Linked DNA regions of Gasterosteus aculeatus: region 1 is linked to region 2. Evidence: chromatin contacts called from public Hi-C data. All regions are on one chromosome and are shown on one strand. Each heading gives the region's core, a stretch centred on a gene start, on an enhancer-like site or on the middle of the called end of the contact. The rest is flanking DNA. Distances are from core to core; before and after follow the strand shown. Region 1 overlaps LOC120811177 (transmembrane protein 79). Region 2 overlaps pik3r4 (phosphoinositide-3-kinase, regulatory subunit 4).

The links. A called contact is a pair of places that touch in the nucleus more often than the background predicts.
Region 1: a contact with region 2 is called in a Hi-C map of skeletal muscle, with 11 times the contacts expected there. The contact joins two enhancer-like sites. A contact is called at or near these places in 2 of 6 Hi-C or Micro-C datasets (skeletal muscle and whole body).

What each region holds. Positions count from the first base shown.
Region 1 is chr20:357,166-364,218 of fGasAcu3.hap1.1, forward strand. It overlaps LOC120811177 (transmembrane protein 79), which reads left to right. Exons shown (of 5, transcript XM_040166377.2): 1 at 1-370; 2 at 2,044-2,509; 3 at 2,992-3,186; 4 at 3,260-3,491; 5 at 3,596-4,076. The coding sequence starts at 2,050. The coding sequence ends at 3,800. It overlaps gon4lb (gon-4 like b), which reads right to left. Exons shown (of 28, transcript XR_013453560.1): 24 at 6,635-6,929; 25 at 6,462-6,564; 26 at 6,232-6,389; 27 at 5,683-6,102; 28 at 5,059-5,622. Among protein-coding and RNA genes, the nearest start is that of LOC120811177, 3.6 kb to the left of the region's middle. Within about 2 kb of position 3,211, at least 2 of the 9 cell types and tissues checked have open chromatin away from gene starts, as enhancers often do.
Region 2 is chr20:165,598-172,372 of fGasAcu3.hap1.1, forward strand. pik3r4 (phosphoinositide-3-kinase, regulatory subunit 4) reads left to right here. Exons shown (of 21, transcript XM_040164971.2): 12 at 5,475-5,554; 13 at 5,901-6,123. Among protein-coding and RNA genes, the nearest start is that of pik3r4, 13 kb to the left of the region's middle. Within about 2 kb of position 5,289, at least 3 of the 9 cell types and tissues checked have open chromatin away from gene starts, as enhancers often do.

The DNA.
Region 1 (7,053 bases), core at 1,961-4,460, 190 kb after region 2:
AATAATACTACAGTATTTATGATACATTACTTATATTTACATGATAATACTACAGGATTTATAATATATTATGTACATTTACCTGATAGTACTACCGTTTTTATAATACAATGTGTACATTTGCTGATAATACTACAGTATTTATAATATGTTATATACATTAAAAAGCCTGATTATTCAGTTTTTACTGAACATTAACCTTTCATGTGTCAACGTAGTATTTGTACCTCAAAGTGTGTGTATTAGTATCTGTGAGTTGGCTTCTTTTCCTTTAAGAGAATTCACCTCACCTGGACACACCTGAGCTCAACTTCCGGAGAGCCGCAGCAAAGGACCGGAAACAACAACAGGAGAAGATCACTTCGTCACGGTGAGCTTAGTTTTCTGTTTCATTGTTAGCTTCTTACTTTGTGTTAGCTTCTTACTTTGTGTTAGCTTGCTACTTTGTGTTAGCTTGCTACTTTGGGTTAGCTTGCCACTTTGTGTTAGCTTGCTACTTTGGGTTAGCTAGCTACTTTGTGTTAGCTTGCTACTTTGTGTTAGCTTGCTACTTTGGGTTAGCTAGCTACTTTGTGTTAGCTTGCTACTTTGGGTTAGCTTGCCACTTTGTGTTAGCTTGCTACTTTGGGTTAGCTAGCTACTTTGTGTTAGCTTGCTACTTTGGGTTAGCTTGCTCTGTGGGTTAGCTTGCTATTTTGCTTCTCTAAAAGTGAGATTATTGATCAGTGAGGCCCGGCCGCCTGCTGATTATCGAGTTATTATCTATATGTGAAAGTATCTACCATGAATCGGTCACTATGTGTTGATTTCGGTGACTTTTAATCTGTTTACGTCACGGCTGCCATGTTGTCAGAAGGGGGCGGGGTTAGCTAGGGTGACCTGATTTGAGTTTGTGAAAAAGAGACACTTCGTCGCGCGGGGGAGGGGGCGTGGCGGAGGGAGGGGGCGTGGCCGAGGGGGGGGGGAGTACAGCATGCCTCACCATGACCGTGTGAATGCGTACAGATGTCACATATGACACTAATGACTATATGAACATCTATTTATTGAACTTTAACAAAACTTCAAAGTGCAAATGTAAAACAACACTTTTGTGGCATTTAGTCCAGCGCTTCTTTAAATCAGGAATCAGGAATCAGGAAACATTTATTAGCCAAAATATGTCAAACATACAAGGAATTTGTCTTGGCGGTTAGTGCGCGACAGTAGACAGACAAGACAACAGTGCACAAGTAATAAAATAAAGTGGAATGAAATGCTAATGCAATGTGTTAGTAGAATAAGGCTATGGGTTAGTATAAAACAAGAGAATAAAGTTAAAAAATGTTAAATATTAAAAAGTAAAAAAGAAAAATATTAAGCATAAAGTGCACTAACAAACAAGTAACAGACAAGAGACAAAGTGATGAATTGCAGTTAAAGTGACATGTGCAGTGTGAGGGGGAGTGACCGGTGGGATGTTATAGTCGGTCAGTGGGGGACCGGCTCTGTTGATGAGCCCGACTGCCGACGGGAAGAAGCTGTTGGTGTGGCGGGAGGTCTTAGTCCTGATGGACCTCAGCCTCCTGCCAGATGGAAGGGGCACAAACAGGTTTTGTCCGGGGTGGACAAGTGCGGGGTGTAATGTGTCTTGTCCATATATTGAAGCAATAATGATAACACATACAACATTCTAAATAATAAATGGTTTATATGGCCACTTATTAAAATAAGAAAATGAAGACACTTTTCTGTCCTCGTGTGGTTGGGCATATTTCTCTAAGACTGAAGAGTCGGCGATTACCTATCGAACTGTCAGGGCGTAATGACCAGTTTGTGAAAGACCCAGAAAAACACAAATATCCCACGAAGCAAAATCCCGGATGTTTTTGGAATCCCTGCCGGACACATTCAAAAAGAGGACATGTCGGTGGAAAAGAGGACGTCTGGTCCCCCTACGTTATCACTACTCCCCTTCGGATCAATGTGTGAATATAAACGTTCTAAATAAGAGAATGTGATTAGAGATCAATAAAGTGATGTGATCACTGTTCTCTCTGGCAGACAGGCATGTCTCTGCTGACTGAAGATGCCCAGTGCCCAACAGGAAGTACCAAGATGCAGGACAGTGGGGGGCTGGAGGAGGAGGAGGGGGGGGTGAGGTCGGCTTTGGTGGAGCCTGACACCCTGCAGTGGCCCGGGAGCAGACCCACAGGTAAAGGTGACCAGAGGAGGTCTGCAAGTTGGACAGAAAGTGAGAGAGGGCTGATGGCAGAGGGAGAGAGGAGGGGGGGTCAGAGGGGAGAGGAGAGGGCGGAGCCTGGAGGGAACCACCTGCCAGAGAAAGCTGCTCAGGTGTTCAGTCCCGCGGTCACCGTCCTTCACTCCCCGTCCTCGCCCAGAGGCAGCGAGGCGCTCTGGGAGATGGAGTCTGAGAAGAGCCCCTTCCTGGATTCCCAAGGGGTCGCTCAGGACTACAACCAACATGGCTACCGGTACGAGTGGACCGAGGACACGCCCCCTGGCACGTGTAGGTATACCTGGCTGTTTCTCAATACCTAGAACGGGTCGGAGGACGGTCTGACTGACCTGATGATGTGTGTGTGTGTGTGTGTGTGTGTATAATATGTGTGTATAACTCACATATATTTATGTCCAGTCCGTAATGTTTCTGATGAAGATGATGAGGAGCAGCTGTAGTTTGTGGTGCTGCTGAACTTTAGATGTTAAAAGCACAAACACACATATATATGTATGTATACATACATACACATCTCCACAAAGTCTCCGCGGGCTGAGATGAGATGACGCCCAGCGGGGAGTCAGACGGACCCGTATTCTCAAGTTAAATGTTAAGAAGGTTCAATGTTGACAAACCGACCACAGAAATGTTGATTAAACTAATCTACTAATCTACTAAAACTAATCTGAAAAAGTACTAAAGCTCACGTTGTGACTTGATTATTTATAACTAACCCACCTTAACAATTGTTGCCTGTGTGTCTGTCTCAGGTGGGCGGGGCTGTCCCAGCCGGGACATCCTGAAGGTGGGCGTGTCCCTGATCACCTCAGCGCTCTTCTTCCCCCTCCTGGTGTGGGGGGGGTTTGTCTTCCTGCCGTTTGACGCCCCGCTGCTGGACGGCGCCCCCCCCCGGCTCGTCTACACGCTGCGCTGCTCGGTGTTCGCCGCCGCCCCCATCGTCCTCGGTAACTATGGCACCATAGACGGAGAAGCTCCTGGCTGAACCCGTCTCCACGGTAACCATGTCGCTCCCCACAGGTTGGCTGGTGCTTGGTGTCAGCCGCCTCCGGTCGGGGGAGCTCCGCCCCTTGTTCCATGACGAGGGCAAGGAGGCGGAGCTCCACGAAGTCACCGTCCATCAGCGCTTCGTTTCTGACTCCGCGTCCTTGTTCCTGATCTACTTTCTGCAGCTGGTCGTCATGGCGATGTACTTGACACAAGACCAGCTGAAGCTCATCCCGCTGTTGACCATTGTCTTCGCCCTCGGCCGGTGAGATTCACACATAACTTTATTTACTCATTCAGGTTACGTTCAGAGAAAGGTGCGCTTGGTTTGTACATTGAACTAAAGGTGCGCTTGTTTTGTGTCTCTAGGCTGGTTTACTGGGTGGCCGCAGCGTTCAGCAGCAGCATCCGGGGCTTCGGCTTCGGCCTCTCCTTCCTGCCAAGTCTCGCCATGATGGCCGCCAACTTCTACTTCATCTTTTCTGTGGAGGCGTCCGGCTCCGTCTTCGTCCTCCCGTCTCCTGCCGAGCTGCTGCCGACTCCACCCGCCGGCAGACAGAGGTTCTGGGGATGAGATCAGCTGATCGACTCGCTTCAGTCCAGTAGTTAAAACACAAACAAACTTTGAAACAGAAGAAAAAAGTTCTATGAAATGTCTGCAGACAAAAGATTTGTCAAATCTTTTCACTGATATTACAAATTTAAGGCTCAATAAAAAAAGTTTTATTCTTCACAATAAAAGTATTTAATCCACTTTTAGAATCCAGATGAACTTTATATACAATGTACACATTCTACACAGTACAGTATGTATTGGTGTATATATCATAAATACGTGTTCCCCCCTTCACTGACTTTTTCCATTGTTTTGTTAAACTGCGACTCAAGTTAACTGTTTCCTCATTGGATCGACGCTACATGCAAAGAACTCTGAAGCTGCTCAACTTTTATTGTGACACAAACAATGTGAACCAAAAAATAGAGATCAGGACCCGGTTCCTCGTACGTGGTTCAACTAAGTCCATCAAATGTCCCGTTACCCAGCTCAGGTTACCGAGATGATTGACATCAGACTGTCTCGGTTCCTCGAAGGCGGATCGGCGCTCAAACGTCTCGTTAGTTTGAACCAGATGTCAATCATCAGGATAATCGTCTCACGTCAGAACTTGAAGGAAGAGCAGGAGATGATCATGAACACATGAGCAGATAACATGTTCATTTGAATCATTTCTGTCGGATGAATTTAACGTATTATTCATATTTGACGTTGTTCATTCTGTCCGTCCCTGGAGGACCGTCCTGTGTCTCTAAAGGTTTCTTCCCTTTATTCTCCCCATCAAACACTCTCTCATTGTTTGGGGAGTTTTTCCTGTCGATGTGAGTGTTTCTGCACAGACGTCACATGTGTTCACACTGTGGAGACACATGAGGCACATTTGTGATACAAAATGACATGAGATGAATCCTATGATGATGTTAAAGACTGACAGCGCCCCCTGGAGGCTACAAGCCCCACAAAGTATCACACAAGGTAACGTTACGCGTGTCGGTAAAATGTGACGCTCATTTAAGGGCCTCGTCACTCTAATCAATCACATTATATTTAAATGTGTCTGCTGGCAGGAGGCTTCATGATGATCATCATCAATGAGAATAATCATCTATGTAGATGAAAACAAGCCCAAAGAACCAGATTGATACGAATGAATCTATGTATCATCTTATGTATCATACGTGTGTAATGACCACATAGAACTAGTTAATTATGTGTGTGTAGAGATAATCAGCACACAACTATTGTTCATCATCAGACATTTGATCAATTGAAGCAGTGAAATGTGGAACAAGTTTATTAAGCAACAAATAAACCAACAGAACTTTATCAAGAGCACGACATGCAGCTGCTTTCCAGATGTTCTCTGCATCGCAACACCGTACAGACAGTATGAGAGACAGCGTGTGAGACATGAGACCGTATAGAGACAGTCCGTGGGACAGTGGACGCTCAGCTCAGGGAATTCTTCTTGTAGATAAGTGGTTCTGGTCCTCAGCATCTGCGGCGCTCGTACAGGACGTCATGGTGACGTCATAACGGGTCTCTGTGATGTCATACAAGTCTCTCCCTATAAAACGTTCATCTAACTGATGTCGCTCCTTCATCAATGAGGAGAGATGAACTGATCCAGCAGCTCAGATGAACCGGAGCAGCTTCAAGTGTTTCCATGTGTTGATGTGGTGATTTAGACAAACCTTCTCCGGGAACCAAAAAGCCTGAACTACGTCATCTCATCCTGAAAATGATCCGTTTAACTCAGTCAGCCACGTAGAGGAACCGGGCCCGGTTAAGTAGCCCCCTTTGTCTGCAGCTGCTGGTGTTCAGAGGAAAGTCTCCACACCTACAGATGAAATGTTGAGTCAGACTGGATGAGACGTCTGAACAGTCATTTAAATCTCACCATAGACTCTGATGGGATTGATGTTCTTTGACTGGTCCGCTGGGAACGTCCCGTCGTAGCCGTCTGCATGTTGAGGGTCATCGTCCTGCTGGAGGAAGAAGCTCCTTCTGCAGACCATCATGTTCTCAAGGATTGTCCGGTATTTGGCTGCATCCATCTTCCCCTCGTGACGGCTTCCTGCTGAAGAGGAGCGTGATGCTACACCACCATGCTCCCTGTTGGGGTGGTGTGCTCAGGGTGACGGGTGGTGTTGGCTTTCCTCCACACAGCGTCTCACATCGAGGCCAAGAAGTTCCATTCTGGTCTCCTCTGAGCAGAGCACCTTGTTCCTCATGTTGCTGGTTCTCCCACGTTGTGTTCAACTCCAAACAGGATTTCAGTGTCATCACACTTTGAACGTTTTATCCTCAGAAACAGAGACTTTATGAAAAAAGCTGTTTAATTTAAAAGGGAAAAAACACCTTTTTACAAGACAAAGTAATCTGATATTTTCATATTTACACTTTATTATGTACAATAAAACATGCAGGTAATTTCACAATAAAAGACCTGGGAATATGTTTTTTAAAAGCTCTTCCGATTGGTTGATATCAGTCTTCCTTCTCATTGGCTGTTCCTGGCTGAGTGGGCGGAGCCTCGTCCTCAGAGCCAGTTTGGCGCGCCGCCGTCCGAAACAGACGCATCAAATCCCGAAACCGGCGAGAGACCTGCAGACACGAGGAAGAGTTACTGACAGCGTTCCTCTCGACCAATCACAGCCTCCGCAGAGCGACCATCACCTCGCTCGGAGTCTTGTTGCTGAGCAGAGTGGAGACGGACTGGAACGTCTCCTGATTGGCTCCTTCGCGCTGACACGTCGTCAAAATGACTCGATCAGCTTCTCTGCAAAAGCAACAACGGGTTTAGATTCCTTCCCTCAGCGGAGGAGACGGGAGCTGCAGCGCAGATTCACCTGGTCCACAGGATGACTTTCTCTCCGCTGGCTGACAGGGAAATGTTCTTGGCGCAGACCGGGAGGTCGGGAGGAGGAGCAGGCCGATGAGGAGCAGAGGAGGAGCAAATAGGAGATGTGATGGAGGAGGAGACGGAGGGAGAGGTAGGAAGAGTGGAGGAGGTGCTAGAATCCACCCCCACCTCCTCCTCCTCCTCCGTCCTGCTCCTCTTCACCTTCTCTTCCTCCTCCCCTTTGTCATCCAGCTCCTCGTCAATGAGAGGGAGCGAACCCTCCCATGATGCAGCGCTTTGTTCTGTGGACAGAACGAACAGTTACTCCCGTCGGTGAGCAGCAGAAACACCAACAGATTCGTCTTTACCTGCCGGAGTAAAAACACGTGTCGTGATGCTGAAGAAAGATGGAGATCACGTCTCACT
Region 2 (6,775 bases), core at 4,039-6,538:
TACACACACACAACATTATTTTGGAGAAGAAGTTACAACGTATCGGTCTTTTCTAACATTTGGATCCACCGATTTGCCTGGATGGACACACATGAAGCAGAACAAATCTAGAGAAGCTTCAGTTCAGAGAGTTCAGGCAAGGTTTCCAAAATAGAAATTCTGGCCCATTTGGACACACAAACCCGATTCCAAAAAAGTTCGGATGATTGTGAATAAAAAAAAAGAATGCAATGATGTGGAAGTTTAAAATCTCAATATTCTATTCACAATACAACATAGATGTCATATCAAATGTTTAAACTGAGAAAAGGTATCATTTTAGGGGAAAAATAAGTTGATTTTAAAGTCCATGGCATCAACACATCTCACAAAAGTTGTGACATGGCCATGTTTACCACTGTGTGGCATCCCCTCTTCTAACAGTCTGCAAACGTCTGGGGACGGAGGAGAGTTTAGTAATAGGAACGTTGTCCCATTCTTGTCTATCAGGCTTCTAGTTGCTCAAGTGTCTTAGGTCTTCTTTGTCGCATCTTCCTCTTTATGATGCGGCAAATGTTTTCTATGGGTGAAAGATCTGGGCCTTGTTCCTCGTACGTGGTTCAACTAAGTCCATCAAATGTCTGATTATCCAGCTCAGATTACTGAGATGATTGACATCAGGCTCTCTCGAGATGATCATGAACGCATATGAGGAGATAATATGTGTATTTGAATCATTTCTGTCGGATGAATTGAACGTATGTGTGCAGACTGTAAAGCCCTCTGAGGCAAATGTGTGATATTGTGCGATATAAAATGAATCATTACATTACAAGTCATTTAGCTGATGCTTTTATCCAAAGAGACTTGCATTACATTTCTAACCCGTGGCTTTTTACATTTTGCCCGGGGAGCAATTAGGGGTTAGGCGTCTTGCTCGGGGACACTTTGGCATGGGGCAGCCGGGACTTGAACCACCAACCTTGCGGTTCCCAGCGCACCCTCTGTACCCCCTGTACCCCTGCGCCACGTCGACTTGAATCATATAATCAAAACTGAGACGGCCCCCCTGTGAGCCCCACAAAGTATCACACAAGGTAACGTTACGCGTGTTGGTCAAATGTGACGCTCATTTAAGGGCCTCGTCACTCTAATCAATCACATTATATTTAAATGTGTCTGCTGGCAGGAGGCTTCATGATGATCATCATCAATGAGAATAATCATCTATGTAGATGAAAACAAGCCCAAAGAACCAGATTGATACGAATGAATCTATGTATCATCTTATGTATCATACGTGTGTAATGACCACATAGAACTAGTTAATTATGTGTGTGTAGAGATAATCAGCACACAACTATTGTTCATCATCAGACATTTGATCAATTGAAGCAGTGAAATGTGGAACATTCAGAAGTTTATTAAGCAACAAATAAACCAACAGAACTTTATCAAGAGCACGACATGCAGCTGCTTTCCAGATGTTCTCTGCATCGCAACACCGTACAGACAGTATGAGAGACAGTGTGTCTGACACTGAGACATGAGACAGTATGAGAGACAGCGTGTGAGACATGAGACCGTATAGAGACAGCGTGTCTGACACTGAGACATGAGACAGTATGAGAGACAGTGTGTCTGACACTGTGTGACATGAGACAGTGTGAGAGACAGTGTGTCTGACACTGAGACATGAGACAGTATGAGAGACAGTGTGTCTGACACTGAGACATGAGACAGTATGAGAGACAGTGTGTCTGACACTGAGACATGAGACAGTATGAGAGACAGTGTGTCTGACACTGAGACATGAGACAGTATGAGAGACAGTGTGTCTGACACTGAGGCATGAGACAGTATGAGAGAGTGTGTCTGACACTGAGACATGAGACAGTATGAGAGACAGTGTGTCTGACACTGAGACATGAGACAGTATGAGAGACAGTGTGTCTGACACTGAGACATGAGACAGTATGAGAGACGGTGTGTCTGACACTGAGACATGAGACAGTATGAGAGACGGTGTGTCTGACACTGAGACATGAGACAGTATGAGAGACGGTGTGTCTGACACTGAGACATGAGACAGTATGAGAGACAGTGTGTCTGACACTGAGACATGAGACAGTATGAGAGACAGTGTGTCTGACACTGAGACATGAGACAGTATGAGAGACGGTGTGTCTGACACTGAGACATGAGACAGTATGAGAGACGGTGTGTCTGACACTGAGACATGAGACAGTATGAGAGATGGTGTGTCTGACACTGAGACATGAGACAGTATGAGAGACAGTGTGTCTGACACTGAGACATGAGACAGTATGAGAGACAGTGTGTCTGACACTGAGACATGAGACAGTATGAGAGACGGTGTGTCTGACACTGAGACATGAGACAGTATGAGAGACGGTGTGTCTGACACTGAGACATGAGACAGTATGAGAGACAGTGTGTCTGACACTGTGAGACATGAGACAGTATGAGAGACAGTGTGTCTGACACTGAGACATGAGACAGTATGAGAGACAGTGTGTCTGACACTGAGACATGAGACAGTATGAGAGACGGTGTGTCTGACACTGAGACATGAGACAGTATGAGAGACGGTGTGTCTGACACTGAGACATGAGACAGTATGAGAGACAGTGTGTCTGACACTGTGAGACATGAGACCGTATGAGAGACAGTGTGTCTGACACTGAGACGTGAGACAGTATGAGAGACAGTGTGTCTGACACTGAGACATGAGACCGTATGAGAGACAGTGTGTCTGACACTGTGAGACATGAGACAGTATGAGAGACAGTGTGTCTGACACTGAGACATGAGACAGTATGAGAGACAGTGTGTCTGACACTGAGAGACATGAGACAGTATGAGAGTCAGTCCGTGGGACAGTGTGTGAGACCGTATAGAGACAGTGTGTGAGACCGTATAGAGACAGTGTGTGAGACCGTATAGAGACAGTCCGTGGGACAGTGTGTGAGACCGTATAGAGACAGTCCGTGGGACAGTGTGTGAGACCGTATAGAGTCAGTCCGTGGGACAGTGTGTGAGACCGTATAGAGACAGTGTGTGAGACCGTATAGAGACAGTGTGTGAGACCGTATAGAGACAGTCCGTGGGACAGTGTGTGAGACCGTATAGAGACAGTCCGTGGGACAGTGTGTGAGACCGTATAGAGACAGTCCGTGGGACAGTGTGTGAGACCGTATAGAGACAGTCCGTGGGACAGTGTGTGAGACCGTATAGAGACAGTGTGTGAGACCGTATAGAGACAGTGTGTGAGACCGTATAGAGACAGTGTGTGAGACCGTATAGAGACAGTCCGTGGGACCGTATAGAGACAGTGTGTGAGACCGTATAGAGACAGTCCGTGGGACAGTGTGTGAGACCGTATAGAGACAGTCCGTGGGACAGTGTGTGAGACCGTATAGAGACAGTGTGTGAGACCGTATAGAGACAGTCCGTGGGACAGTGTGTGAGACCGTATAGAGACAGTGTGTGGGACAGTGTGTGAGACCGTATAGAGACAGTCCGTGGGACAGTGTGTGAGACCGTATAGAGACAGTGTGTGAGACCGTATAGAGACAGTCTGTGGGACAGTGTGTGAGACCGTATAGAGACAGTCCGTGGGACAGTGTGTGAGACCGTATAGAGACAGTCCGTGGGACCGTATAGAGACAGTGTGTGAGACCGTATAGAGACAGTCCGTGGGACAGTGTGTGAGACCGTATAGAGACAGTTCACAGATGCAGGCTTCTGAACTGAGCGCTGACAACAACTTGGCTTGTCCTTGTCCTCTTTAGTCCGGATGACACGGCGTCCTAGTTTTCCAAAAATAACTTCAAATTTTGATTTCTCTGATCACAGAACAGTTTTCCACTTTGCCACAGTCCATTTGAAACGAGCCCTGGCCCAGAGAAAACGCCTGTGCTTCTGGATCGTGTTTGGATATGCTTCCTTTTTGACCTATAGAGTTTTAGCCGGTAACGGTGGATTGTGTTCACCGACAATGTTTTCTGGAAGTATTCCTGAGCCCATGTAGTGATTTCCATTACAGTAGCATTCCTGTATGTGATTGAGAGCGTCCGGTATGGTTTTCCGGCCTTCACTCTTACGTACGAAGATTGTTCCAGATCCTCTGGATCTTTTGATGATGATGTGCACTATAGATGATGATAACTTCAGACTCCTTTCTGATATTGCTCCACTATTTTCTGCCGCAGTATTTGGGGAATTGATCCTCTGCCCATCTTGACTTCTGAGAGACGCTGCCACTCTGAGAGTCTTTTTATACCCAAGCATGTTGCCAATTGACCTAATAAGTTCCGTATATGTACATTTCACTTTTCCGACCTCTTATTGCTAACTGTCCCAACTTTTTTGGAATGTGTAGCTCTCATGAAATCCAAAATGAGCCAATATTTGGCATGACATTTCAAAATGTTTCACTTTCAACATTTGATGTTGTCTAGATTCTATTGTGAATAAAATATAAATTTATGAGATTTGTAAATTATTGCATTCCTTTTTTATTCACAATTTGTACACTTTGGAATTGGGTTTGTATTTATACCTTTTTATATACTATATATTTCACTAATATATTGCTAATGGTGTTCAATACAACCCAAGAAAACATTTTGTGGCTTTTGGGGAAATTTTGGCTAATTTAGGCTAACCCCTGTGTGTGTGTGTGTGTGTGTGTGTGTGTGTGTGTGTGTGTGTGTGTGTGTGTGTGTGTGTGTGTGTGTGTGTGTGTGTGAGACAGTGACAGTGACACAACAACAGTTTCTCGACTAAGTCAGAGATTTTAAAATATTTTGTAGGATCTTCCTCCAGACGTCTCTTCTTTTTCTTCCTGAGATTTTTGGTTCCACTTTTAAAGGTACTGTAAAGACGTTTTGCTTTTGTCTGGCGCTCTAAAGCGGCTTCGTCTGCGAGCGAGTGAGGCAGGTGTTGAGTAGAGCGCTGTGGGGTCAAACTGCCTTGTGGGACTTTTAATATCAGCCGCGTGCTATTGATCCGCGGCTCGTCATGATGGACAGGACACCTAAAACAAAGTTAGACTGACTGAAGAGATTAAATGAGGAAAGAAGATGGAAACCATGTAGTATAAATATCAGTCAGTGATTCCCAGCTTTAACCTTTAGATGTAACGTGATCTGTGGAGCAGGGAATAGTCGGCCCAGCGATGCCACAGGGGGGGCCGGGTGGTGATGGAGGTGGGCATGAAGCCCTGTATGTTCTGCAGATGATTGATGATCAGCTCGTCAGCATCTGCTGGTATGTACAGTCTAATCGAAGGGGTTCATAATGTCACTGATCCTGAAGGACCTCTGACTATGACATGTTAGGACATCTCAATCCCTGAGGTCCAGAGTTGGTACAAATAAGCAGAACTTGTTTCATTAGAGCCAATCTCAACGTATCTAAACATGAAGCAGACATTTCTAGACTTAACATCATGTTTGTTTGCCTTTCAGCGAGGAAGCACACCAAGCAGGACTCCACCATGAATGAGGAGTGGAAGAGCATGTTCGGGTCTCAGGAACCGCCCTCCACGGTAACACCACGCAGTGCCAGTCTGGAGCTTTTGGGTTCCTCTCACAATCAACAACCTCCTGGAGGCAGCTATTAGGAACCATGTATCTCTTCTGTCTTTAAGTTCCTCCAGGAAACGAGTGGTATAAAATGTTAGCACGCGTGTTTAGGGCATGTTAATAGACATGTTTACAAACACGTGTTCATGGCCGTCATTATACACGTTTACAGGTGTTTGTAGACGTTTGTAGCCGTGTTCACAGAGTTTTATGATTTAAGAACCATCTGATGAAGAGATCCTTGAGCTCTGGTTGATTACCTGAACCGGATCCAGAAGTCGGTAACTAACAAACCCACTGTGATCGCAGGCGGCTGAAGGGCCGGCGGGTCAGAACCTGAGAAGCGCCTCAGTGCCAGCTGTTCCCGTCCTGCAGTCTGTGGCGAGCGGCCCCGCTTACCACCGACGCATCAACACCTGCAAGGTGGAGCTGCAGCAGCTGGTGCAGCAGAAGAGGGAGCAGTGTAGCGCAGAGAGGATGGCCAAGCAGATGATGGAGAGTGCAGAGTGGGAGAGTCGCCCTCCTCCACCAGGTAACCTCGCTCACCTGTATCATGGGGAGGAACCAGAACACTCCACGAGGAATACCTGTTCCATAGAGGAGAACCTGTAGGGCCCGTTCCATAGAGGAGAACCTGTCCCCTTGTCAGGCCCGTTCCATAGAGGAGAACCTGACCCCTTGTCAGGCCCGTTCCATAGAGGAGAACCTGACCCCTTGTCAGGCCCGTTCCATAGAGGAGAACCTGTCCCCTTGTCAGGCCCGTTCCATAGAGGAGAACCTGTCCCCTTGTCAGGCTTGTTCCATAGAGGAGAACCTGTCCCCTTGTCAGGCTTGTTCCATAGAGGAGAACCTGTCCCCTTGTCAGAACCGTTCCATAGAGGAGATCCTGTCCCCTTGTCAGGCTCGTTCCATAGAGGAGAACCTGTCCCCTTGTCAGGCTCGTTCCATAGAGGAGAACCTGTCCCCTTGTCAGGCCCGTTCCATAGAGGAGAACCTGTCCCCTTGTCAGGCTTGTTCCATAGAGGAGAACCTGTCCCCTTGTCAGGCTTGTTCCATAGAGGAGAACCTGTCCCCTTGTCAGGCTTGTTCCATAGAGGAGAACCTGTCCCCTTGTCAGGCTTGTTCCATAGAGGAGAACCTGTCCCCTTGTCAGGCTTGTTCCATAGAGGAGAACCTGTCCCCTT